Linked DNA regions of Mus musculus: regions 2 and 3 are each linked to region 1. The links are chromatin contacts, called in public HiChIP or PLAC-seq maps. All regions are on one chromosome and are shown on one strand. Each heading gives the region's core, a stretch centred on a gene start, on an enhancer-like site or on the middle of the called end of the contact. The rest is flanking DNA. Distances are from core to core; before and after follow the strand shown. Region 1 has its middle 19 kb from the start of Gm30235. Region 2 overlaps Foxo1 (forkhead box O1). Region 3 overlaps Foxo1 (forkhead box O1).

Region 1 (3,063 bases), core at 263-2,762:
CATTTGAGACATAGATTCATATACTGCAGAAGGATGTAGAGTATACATTTGCTTCCTATGTCTCCAACTCATTTACAAGCGCATGTATGGCATACAGCAGACCCTCAAATAGAATCTGGATGGAAGCATGAAGAGATGAACACAGCCAGGTACTACCAGCGCATCAGCGGAGGAGAACTGGCCTTCATGAGTCACCCACAGGAACTGGCTCAGAGTGGGAGAGTGGGCCATGGCGAGGAGATCTGGTGCTGAAGGTGTAGTACTAAAGAGAAAAGGAGGGGGAGAGAGTCTAACATGTGCACCAGGAAAACAGCAATGCCCCCAAAGGACCACTGAGACTGGAATGAACATGGCTTCCCGGTAGACAGTGATGGACTATGAATGAGCAGGCTACAAGGCAGGTTTTGGCACAGCTGCCAGGGCAGGGGGTTTTCAGTGTCCATGAGGAGTGGTAGAAAGACTATTTGAGGGGATGGGATCGTGGTAGGAAACCTCCTCTACCTGGAGGTTTCTGCCCAAGTTGTCAAACATTTTACACATACAACCTCATTTATCCTCCCTCTCCCCTGTGGGGAACCAGGTATATGGGGGCTCCAGAAGTGACACCAGCCTGTCTCTAACAGATGGATGCAGAATGACCTTGGCTGGCAAGCGACTGCCTCTTGAAGAGTCAGAGAAGCATCCTTACATCCCAGTGACATCATGAAACAACTTGAACTGCTATCAGCCCCCCCACACACACTTGTGACTCACTGGTAAAAACTAAAGACTACCTCATCAATTACTAAGTTACTAACCTGTGAGTCAGGTGAATTAGAGAGGCTGAGCAATCTACAGAACAATTGAACATGCGCTTCTGACTCAGCACAAGGTGCTAAAAGACACCCATCCTCGATCCCACACTTAGAAACACCTTTCTCACTCAGTTCCCAGCAGGCCTAGGGCTGCTGCTCCACTGTGAGAAGCACTAAGGCAGGCGTAGCATCACCTGAAGGTCAGAACCTCAGACCTCTGAGTTATGATGCCCTCGAGTGAAGTTCACACAATGCCACTGCACTTTATCATGTCTGCTACCTTTTAGGGCCCCGAGAGGCTCAGCTCTCTCTAACCATCAGGAGAAGCCTCTCTTCTCCCATTTCTGCCTACATGATGTCATGGGGCCCAGCATAGGAACTTGGAACAAGGGGCCCTGAGTAGCAATAGGAGATCAGAAGAGGGATTTTTTTATCTTGATTCGCAGGAAGAGCAATTATGGCTTTGACTTCCTGGTTTTGGTAGACCAAATAAAACAAACAAATTAAAGAAAAAGGAAAAGAAAAAAAAGAAAGGAAAAATAAATCTGCAATTGACAACAAAAAGCAATTTATAACATAGAGACTGTCTAATTAGGGCTCTGTCATATTTAATCCTTCTTCATATCAACATGTCCAGGACCACCATTAAGTATGGTCAATACTGGAGTAGACATGGTTCTTGTGGCACAAAGTGCAACTGTTTTTAGGAGAGGAAGTGAAGAAGGGTGTGTGCTGGGTGACTCAGAGGGCTGGTATATGGAATGTGAGGGTGCTGAGGAACCCCGGTTCCTGTTCTAACAGCCAGCTGCTTTTTCTAAGCACCCACCTTAACCCCTCAGAAGGATCTTGTTTGTATTCCACAACGGAGGATTGTGGAAATGTATACTGCAACCGTTAGTCATACTGCCGAATGAATACAATGGCCACCTTGGCGACATTAGCTATTAATGGGGGCAGATGATGACACTGAGGACAAACTGTTCTCTGCATGAGGAACACTGGATAAACTGACTAGGGAGTTATGGCTAGTGGCATGAGCCAATGTGTAAGCCTAGACCTGCTCACTATTCAGGTTCTGGCTAATTGATGGAGAGGTGGGATCCAGACAGGTATGTGTGGCCAGTGAGTAGTCACAGCTCCTCCTTCCTGCATTCTGGTTGTCGTGGAAATATGAAGAGCATTTAACTGACTGAGCCCCACATGAGAAGGAGTTCGGTGAGTGATAGATTTCCTTTCCAGGAAGACAGCACGGTATAGTTGTTAGCATGGCCATAGGCATGATATTTCGGTTCTTCTGGTTATTAATTGGGCAGCTTTGCACAAAATCTTTCAACAACCAAAGTCCCCGTCCTTGTCTCAGAGGATTGTTATGATAAAGTTGTGTAATATATCTCAGACAAAAAGCAGGGCATGGTAAGTGCTCAATAAAAGGTGAATGTTGTTCTTCATTCTTGGTATGCCGTGAGCTGTCTTGGTTATTGCTTCACAGTGGACTCGAAATGCATTAATCCACCATTTCTCTCCAAACTGCAGAGTGAATATATATTTGAATTTGTTTGCCTTTGCCCATTGGGTTACGCATTTCCCAGGGAAAGAGCCATTTCTTGCATCTTACCTAATTCCTAGAACTACTGGGGACCTTCCTGGAATCACAAGTACTGAGGTGGGACACAGAGTTGGACGAAGGCCAAAGACTGATGACCTATGGCCTTGTTAATCTCTCTTACTACTCTGGGGGGCCAGAAGCTGATGGCCTATGGACACTTAACTCTTTCTTACTGCTCTGTGCTGGTAAGTGCTAGTTTCTTTCTCTGTAGCTCTCTATTTGTGCTTTAATAAGCTCTGATTTCTTCTCTCTCTCTTACACACACACACACACACACACACACACATACACAGAGAGAGAGAGACTCACATTCTCTCTCTCTCTCTCTCTCTCTCTCTCTCTCTCTCTCTAACCTCTTACAGTCAGGAGAAGAGGCTTGGAATTTATTAACTCTTCATGAACCAGAGAGAAAAGAAAGGAAAAGAATTAAAATATTTTACACATGCATGTGCACATGCACAGATACACCCATAAACGCATAGACACACACACACATCGGTCATACCCAACCACCTGTCTTATCAGCTCCACAAGTGTTGGTGCATACTTAGATCTATGCACATACACCTACATGTGTGTGTATGGAAAGACAGACGTTTACAGATCTACACTTGGTGGGTGGGAAGGAGCTCCAGTTGCCCCACTCTGTTACTTCTCCCTGGC
Region 2 (3,063 bases), core at 160-2,659, 330 kb after region 1:
TCAAATCAAACATACTCTGGCACGTAGGGAAATAATCCATCCCTAGTGACTCAGAGGGGTAAACAGTTACTAAGGCTGTTTCAGAGCTCAAGCTTGTGCAATGAAGGAGGTTACTTGTCTGCAGTTGCTAGAAAACGAATCTACAGCCACATCAGGATGCACGGCCACAAGGCTGGAGGTGCCGAGATCCCGCCTCTCCTAACTTCTGTTTGTGAAAGGGAACAAGTTGTTGGAGAGTGCGAGATCTGGAGAGAGATCACACACACACACACACACGAACACACACGGGCAGGGGGGTGTGTGTCAAGTGACAGCACTGCACACTAAGAATGAAGTGGAAGGGTACCACCCCTGGGTACCTGTTAAAACCACTTGTGAAAAGAAGCCATTCTGCGGGCTCAGTGTTCAGACCAGGCGGCCACCAGAAGGGCTGTAAGTATGGCGTCTTGTGCTGATGGCACACAGCTTGAGGGACTGAAAGGTGTGGGCATCCACGTTCCTCGTGTTTTACCTTTCTTCTCAGTTGATTGAACCTGGTGCCGGCATGGTTTGTTTACCAGCAGTGTGTGTTTAAGGATCTGGATTTGATTAAGATGTTACAGAAACAGCAATGAAGGGTATTTCATCAGGGCAGGGGGAGGGAATGAAGTAGCAACCAGGTATTTCTGTTTAAACTAGAGGGTTTCCTTTGAAATTCCAGCCTAACTCCCTATACAATATGTAAGAATAACAAGCGAAATTGAACACTTGTGGCATCCTCTGGAGGGGAGGCTCTAGAGCGCATAGCTAAGTTCACAAAGAACAAAAAGGGTAGCTCACACACACCAGGCCTCGCTTCTTCAGAGGCAAAACAATCAGTATATAACATTCCTGCTAAGATGGCAGCGACTGGTGTTGCAGGTAAACTTTTCGAAGTATTTCCAGGCTTAGAGTAAGCCACACAGCAGACACACTAAACACACCGCTCGCTCAACCACTCCCTCACGCTCACCTTCACTCACTCCAGCTCCTACGGGCTGTCATCTATGCTGTAAAGCAGAATTTAGTGGTTGATTACGTAACGCTTAACAAAGATGAACACAAGGAGAAGACTGTCATCTCACTAATAGCAGGGAGAGCAAAAGACTTGAATCTGATTTTTAACTTGTACTTTTTAACTACTCCATGTTCTGCCCGTTATCTAAGAAGCAACTACCAGAGAGCTTCTCCAAATCAAGGGTATCTCAAAGATGTAAGCCTATACCAACCACCTTATCACATTACCACTGCTATCACGCCTATGTGGACAAATGATCGACTGCAAGATTACCACTAATTCAAACCAAATCTCCTAGGGCTGGAAGAGTACAAGCCGGTGGTGAGTCAGGATAAAGAACAATGGGAACAGAAAGCAGTGTTGTGGCCTCTGACTACATTGATCAAGTACGGCATTCAGGTCATAGGACCTTACAGCCCTTATGCTGTAAACTGCTTAGTAATTTAACTGGTTTCTGTCTACAGAACTATGTAACAGACACATAACAATGGCTTGCTACATAACGAATAACAAACCTCACAAAGACATTAACAAATGAACGGTCACATTCAATAAACTAAAATATAAACCTACATAGCTGAGGGAAAAACAAGCCACATGGTCAGCACTAAGTCCGCTGGCTCCTTAGTAGACTTTACGGGTTATGGTTCTTAGTTCTCGATATACAACTAATCTGATATGCAAAGAAATTATTAGTAAGTACCAAATGTGTTATCATTGCAAAACCCCTTAATCCAAGGTATCTCTATCTAAATAAAAATAAGATGGCAAATTACACTGCTGGTAATATCCAATGGCAGTTCTTTACCTGCAGATTCTAAGCACTGCTCTGTGAAGATTTCAGACACTCAAAGCAGAGAACAGAAGCAGTACATCTGCATGTGACTCAGCAGAAAATGCAGAGCTCAAACAGAGCTTTTTATAACACTCAAATTTCCATTGGTTTAAATACAGCCCAAAACTCTAATTTCCATGAACAGGAAAGTGGTGCTATGATTTTGTGGTCATTTTACATAAGGCAATACTAATTTAAAATATTTTAAGGGAAAATTAATGCCAAGTATGGTGTTTGACGGTGTAGAAACCACTCTTTCTAGTGCCATTAAAGACCTGCCTAGGGCAGGGAGGGACAGGGACAAGGCAGTAAAATGGCAGAACCACTTTGCAGCAGATGATTAAACACGTATCAGCATTTCCCAGAGAAAGTACCTGGAGAAGTCAATTCACCAACCAACCCCACAAAGGTCACTGGCGAAGCTGGGAAGAAGTGTTCAATGGGCACAAAGCTTGGGAAAACAAGATAAAAAGAGATCTGACAAAAGATGGTACTGACAGTCTCAAACCGATACGAAAAGTACTTAACTCTAGTGCACAGTACAACTCAAAATGGCTGATGGTGTATTTTTTGTGGCTATTACCACATTTTCTAAAGAAACCCCAGTCAGGCCCTACAGCACAGGACTGTAACACTTAGGGGCTGAGGCAGAGATGGCTACCAAGCCAGACCCCATTTCAAACAATCCAAAAAAAAACAAAAAACAAAAAAAAAAACAAACCAAACAAAAACAAAAACAAAAAACAAACAAAAATACAAAGGAACTACTGTAATAAAGAAATAAAGTACTTACTGTGGAAGTGCTAGATACTTAGTTCTGAGGGGTTCGCTTAGTCTTATAAACTATTCAGAATCTAAGACTTAGCAAGTTAACCCTCGGTCTACATTACAGGTATCTGACAAGTCTAGAAAGTGTGGCTCCACAGTTCTGTGATTTACAGTTAAGGAAGCTTCAGTTTCCTGTCAAGTTGTCCTAGGTAAAACTCACTTTAGAACGTTTCTAGTGACACCAGCTACACGGAGCTCAGCAATTTAAGTGGTTTCTGTCTAGAGAATTATGTAACTGACAGGTAATAATGGCTCGCTACATAACTAATATCAAACCTCACAAAGACATTAATAAATGAACAGTGCCATATTCAATAAAGTAAAGATACAAACCTAAGAAGCTGAAGGAAAAACAAGTATGTCA
Region 3 (3,063 bases), core at 216-2,715, 290 kb after region 1:
ACTCCAAGTTCCTTAAACACAAGATTAAACTTAAGTTTCTAACCTCAAAGCCTCTAACAGGTGTTCTACACACATGAGCTCAATAAAACTTTGTTGACTGACACCCCAAAAACATTACAGGGAAGATGTGAGGTTTTAGGCATCTCTTAGGCATCTACCATTCATGTTCCACATTAGGACAGCTCATGGTACAGACAGCAGAAAAGGAAATAGGAAGGAAGGAGGACCCAGGCTACCCTCCAGAGGTTCTGTGAAAGGAAGGGAATAGTAAGAGTCATTTGACAAACCAACAGATGACCCCCACAGAGCTTTCTAGGAGCCGTCAACTTCCTCAGCTTCTATGTCAAGGACAGTTCAACATACTCAACAAGGCAGCATGTGTAAAAATGCCCGTCTCCATCAATAGGAATGAAGTTAGTTAATAACACTACTAGGACACCAGCATCTTTAGAATAATAATGTTTTGTACATGTATATAAGATATACATATAAGATAACCAGATTCCAGTGTTCCAACTAGTATAAAGCATTCATGTTATTTATGGGAAATAGCAACTCGTGTCAAGGAAGGGTCTGATGGTTTCTCAACACACACATTGCCTAAATTTACACACTACAGTCAGTTTTCTAGTCCTGGCTGGCCAAAACAGATCTGCTTTAATGACCATAGCTGGGTCTCTCCACTGGGTCGGTTTTGAATGAGATCTACTGTACTGTCCTAGGGTGGGAAATGTCAGGCACATAGAGACACAGGACAGGGTTATTTTGTTCTTTGTTCTTCCAACCAAGATGTTTTTATCCTCCCAGTCAAAAGCAATTATCAGGCAATCACTGAAGTGCAGAATCTATAAATATGCATTTACCTTGAAGTTTTAAATCTCACACAAAAAACTATGTCTAACAATGTGCTATAGAACATACATAATATATCTGAACTGCATGAACAACTTGAAGCCCTATCAAAAAAGGGCATGAGATTTAAAAGCAAAACAAAACATTGGAAACTACTCATCCATCATAGTAGACTTCTAGGAATGCTGAATCTCCAACAAAAATCGGAGGTGAGGACCGAGTCATAAGTTAGTCAAACATAGACTCCGTGCCTGCCTCTCACCACCCCCTAAGCCTGCTGGAAACCCTGCCCTGCCCCTGCTTACTGGTTTCAGTTCCTGTCACCTGCTGGATCTGGTGCTTCCGAGGCATCTCTCTTCATCCTGATTGCCAGGTCCCTGGCTCTCAGAACCCTGGCGTCTGACCTGAACCATACTTTAGCGCTTGAGCTTCTCAGCCGTGCGAAGGCCACTACCTGCTGGCCTGGCCTGGGTCTTTTTACATTTCCTATTTCTTTCTACTTTTCAATTCTAGGTGCACCCTTGGTCTTTCTTTCCATACAGTAATAACCACCAGGCAGCAATTTATGCTGATTGCACCTTGCTCATGAAATCCTGGCCTTTGTACCTTACGGCTCTTCCTTTCTAGTGTACTGTTGTGGCTACATCTCTTCTCACCCTACGGGGTAGTCTACACGTAGACAGGTGTCACTGGTCACACTTTAGAAAGGGGGAAACTAGAGCAGAAAGAAGCTCCCTCCCATTAGCTAGAACTCGGGCAAGACTTTGTGATTCCCTACTACACTGCTGCAAGCTGACAAAACCACCTCTTAGTACTCACTTGTATCAAGAAGCAAAGCAACACACTGGAGTAACATGAGTACACAACACACTGGGGGAGAAGTAGTCATTGCACTTACTGCTTTATAAAACCCAGCGTTTGCCCTAATGGCTAGTCAATGTACACAATAAGACTTGCTACCCTGTGGGTGCTTTATGACAGAAGCTACGCTGAGTTTCAGGTATGCATTTTCCCAGGGAAAGCCTATGTAAAGAGGCTACGAGAACTCACAAGGAAAACGAAATGGTCCCTAGAGACCCCCGTCTGCTGAGAAGTGCCACCTGACTGCATAGGTGTCGACAACAAACACAAAGAATCTCATGCTCAGAGACTGGAACATATGGCTAAAAAGCGCCCAGTTGTAGGAATTTTGGAAATTCTTTAAAAAATGCTAGACAAACTAGATTTTCCCAAAGTATTTTCCCTCATTTTTGAGCTTTCTAATTGTGTGCAGCTGTTACAGACACCCAGCAACTATCGATGCCACCTCGTGCTTCCTTTTTACACTGCTATGTGAAAACACACTCAAGATTCAGAGTAGCAAAGCCCACTCCACTACTCAGAGTTCCGATTTGAGTTACTACTAATAATGACTAGTGTCCAGTGTGCTTGTGAGAAGGAAATCATGAGACATTTACTCGACAGTCTGTGTGCATTTAGACATAAATTGTTAATAGTGTACATGAAATTTGACTCAAAAGCATGTTGTAAGAGAAGCCTTGCTTTTTCTCCATAAAGATGGTTTCATTTCAGAGCTCTATTCTCACCTGAGCACCCTCTAAACCATAACCTGTCTACACTAAAGTCCTGACACTTCTCTGGTGATCCCAAAGCTGTCCTCAAAGCTCTAACACTCACCATTCATCTGGTCTACACTCTAAGACACGACCGTCTTTCTAGGCCATCTGACATGGAACTGTAGTTACCAAACTGCTGTGGATTCCCATTTTGCTCCAAAGTGCTTCATCTTATTCAAAGCATTCCAGAGTAAAGAAAATTCCTCTAAAGCGATCTTCCATAGTACACAGGGTGGGGGAGATACAGTTGTCATGTAAAATAGCAGCAAAAAGGAGAGGCGAGGGGACTCGTGGGTAGCATGGGAAGCCTCCCTGAGATGGAGGTGGTCCTAGAATGAGTCAGTCAGGGTCTCAATGAGTATTGGCTCTTAACACCTGTCAATGGCTATCAGAGGACTACACAGGGTAGAGTGGGGTAGCATGTATGCATGGAAGGGCCTGGGTATCACTTGACACAAACATAAGGAAATAAAACTGGCTACTTTGTTATAGGAAGTAAGGAATATATAAACAGGAATTTTTAAGCCATCATGAATAGTTCCAACTCGATTAAGTCATTCATCACAAACTTCCTGTTTAACGGCTTCCTCAGGCT

What was found. HiChIP or PLAC-seq counts read pairs in DNA pulled down with a chosen protein or histone mark.
Region 2: an HNF4G HiChIP or PLAC-seq map of pancreatic cancer cells shows a contact between it and region 1. The contact joins two enhancer-like sites. A contact is called at or near these places in 2 of 484 Hi-C or Micro-C datasets (cortical neurons and liver) and 3 of 115 datasets of contacts at active chromatin or transcription factors (CD8 T cells, pancreatic cancer cells and thymic regulatory T cells).
Region 3: a contact with region 1 is called in a FOXA1 HiChIP or PLAC-seq map of pancreatic cancer cells. The contact joins two enhancer-like sites. A contact is called at or near these places in 2 of 484 Hi-C or Micro-C datasets (CD4 T cells and pre-B cells) and 4 of 115 datasets of contacts at active chromatin or transcription factors (CD8 T cells, effector CD8 T cells, large pre-B cells and 1 more).

The regions. Positions count from the first base shown.
Region 1 is chr3:52,628,885-52,631,947 of GRCm38.p6, reverse strand. No RefSeq gene overlaps it. Among named protein-coding and RNA genes, the nearest start is that of Gm30235, 19 kb to the left of the region's middle. Within about 2 kb of position 1,512, at least 64 of the 459 cell types and tissues checked have an H3K27ac peak or open chromatin away from gene starts, as enhancers often do. A contact at or near this core is called in CD8 T cells and pancreatic cancer cells, where this site is marked.
Region 2 is chr3:52,294,762-52,297,824 of GRCm38.p6, reverse strand. The region is part of intron 1 of Foxo1 (forkhead box O1); the gene reads right to left. Among named protein-coding and RNA genes, the nearest start is that of Foxo1, 28 kb to the right of the region's middle. Within about 2 kb of position 1,409, at least 49 of the 459 cell types and tissues checked have an H3K27ac peak or open chromatin away from gene starts, as enhancers often do. A contact at or near this core is called in pancreatic cancer cells, where this site is marked.
Region 3 is chr3:52,338,938-52,342,000 of GRCm38.p6, reverse strand. All of the region lies in intron 1 of Foxo1 (forkhead box O1), which reads right to left. Among named protein-coding and RNA genes, the nearest start is that of Foxo1, 72 kb to the right of the region's middle. Within about 2 kb of position 1,465, at least 19 of the 459 cell types and tissues checked have an H3K27ac peak or open chromatin away from gene starts, as enhancers often do. A contact at or near this core is called in CD8 T cells and pancreatic cancer cells, where this site is marked.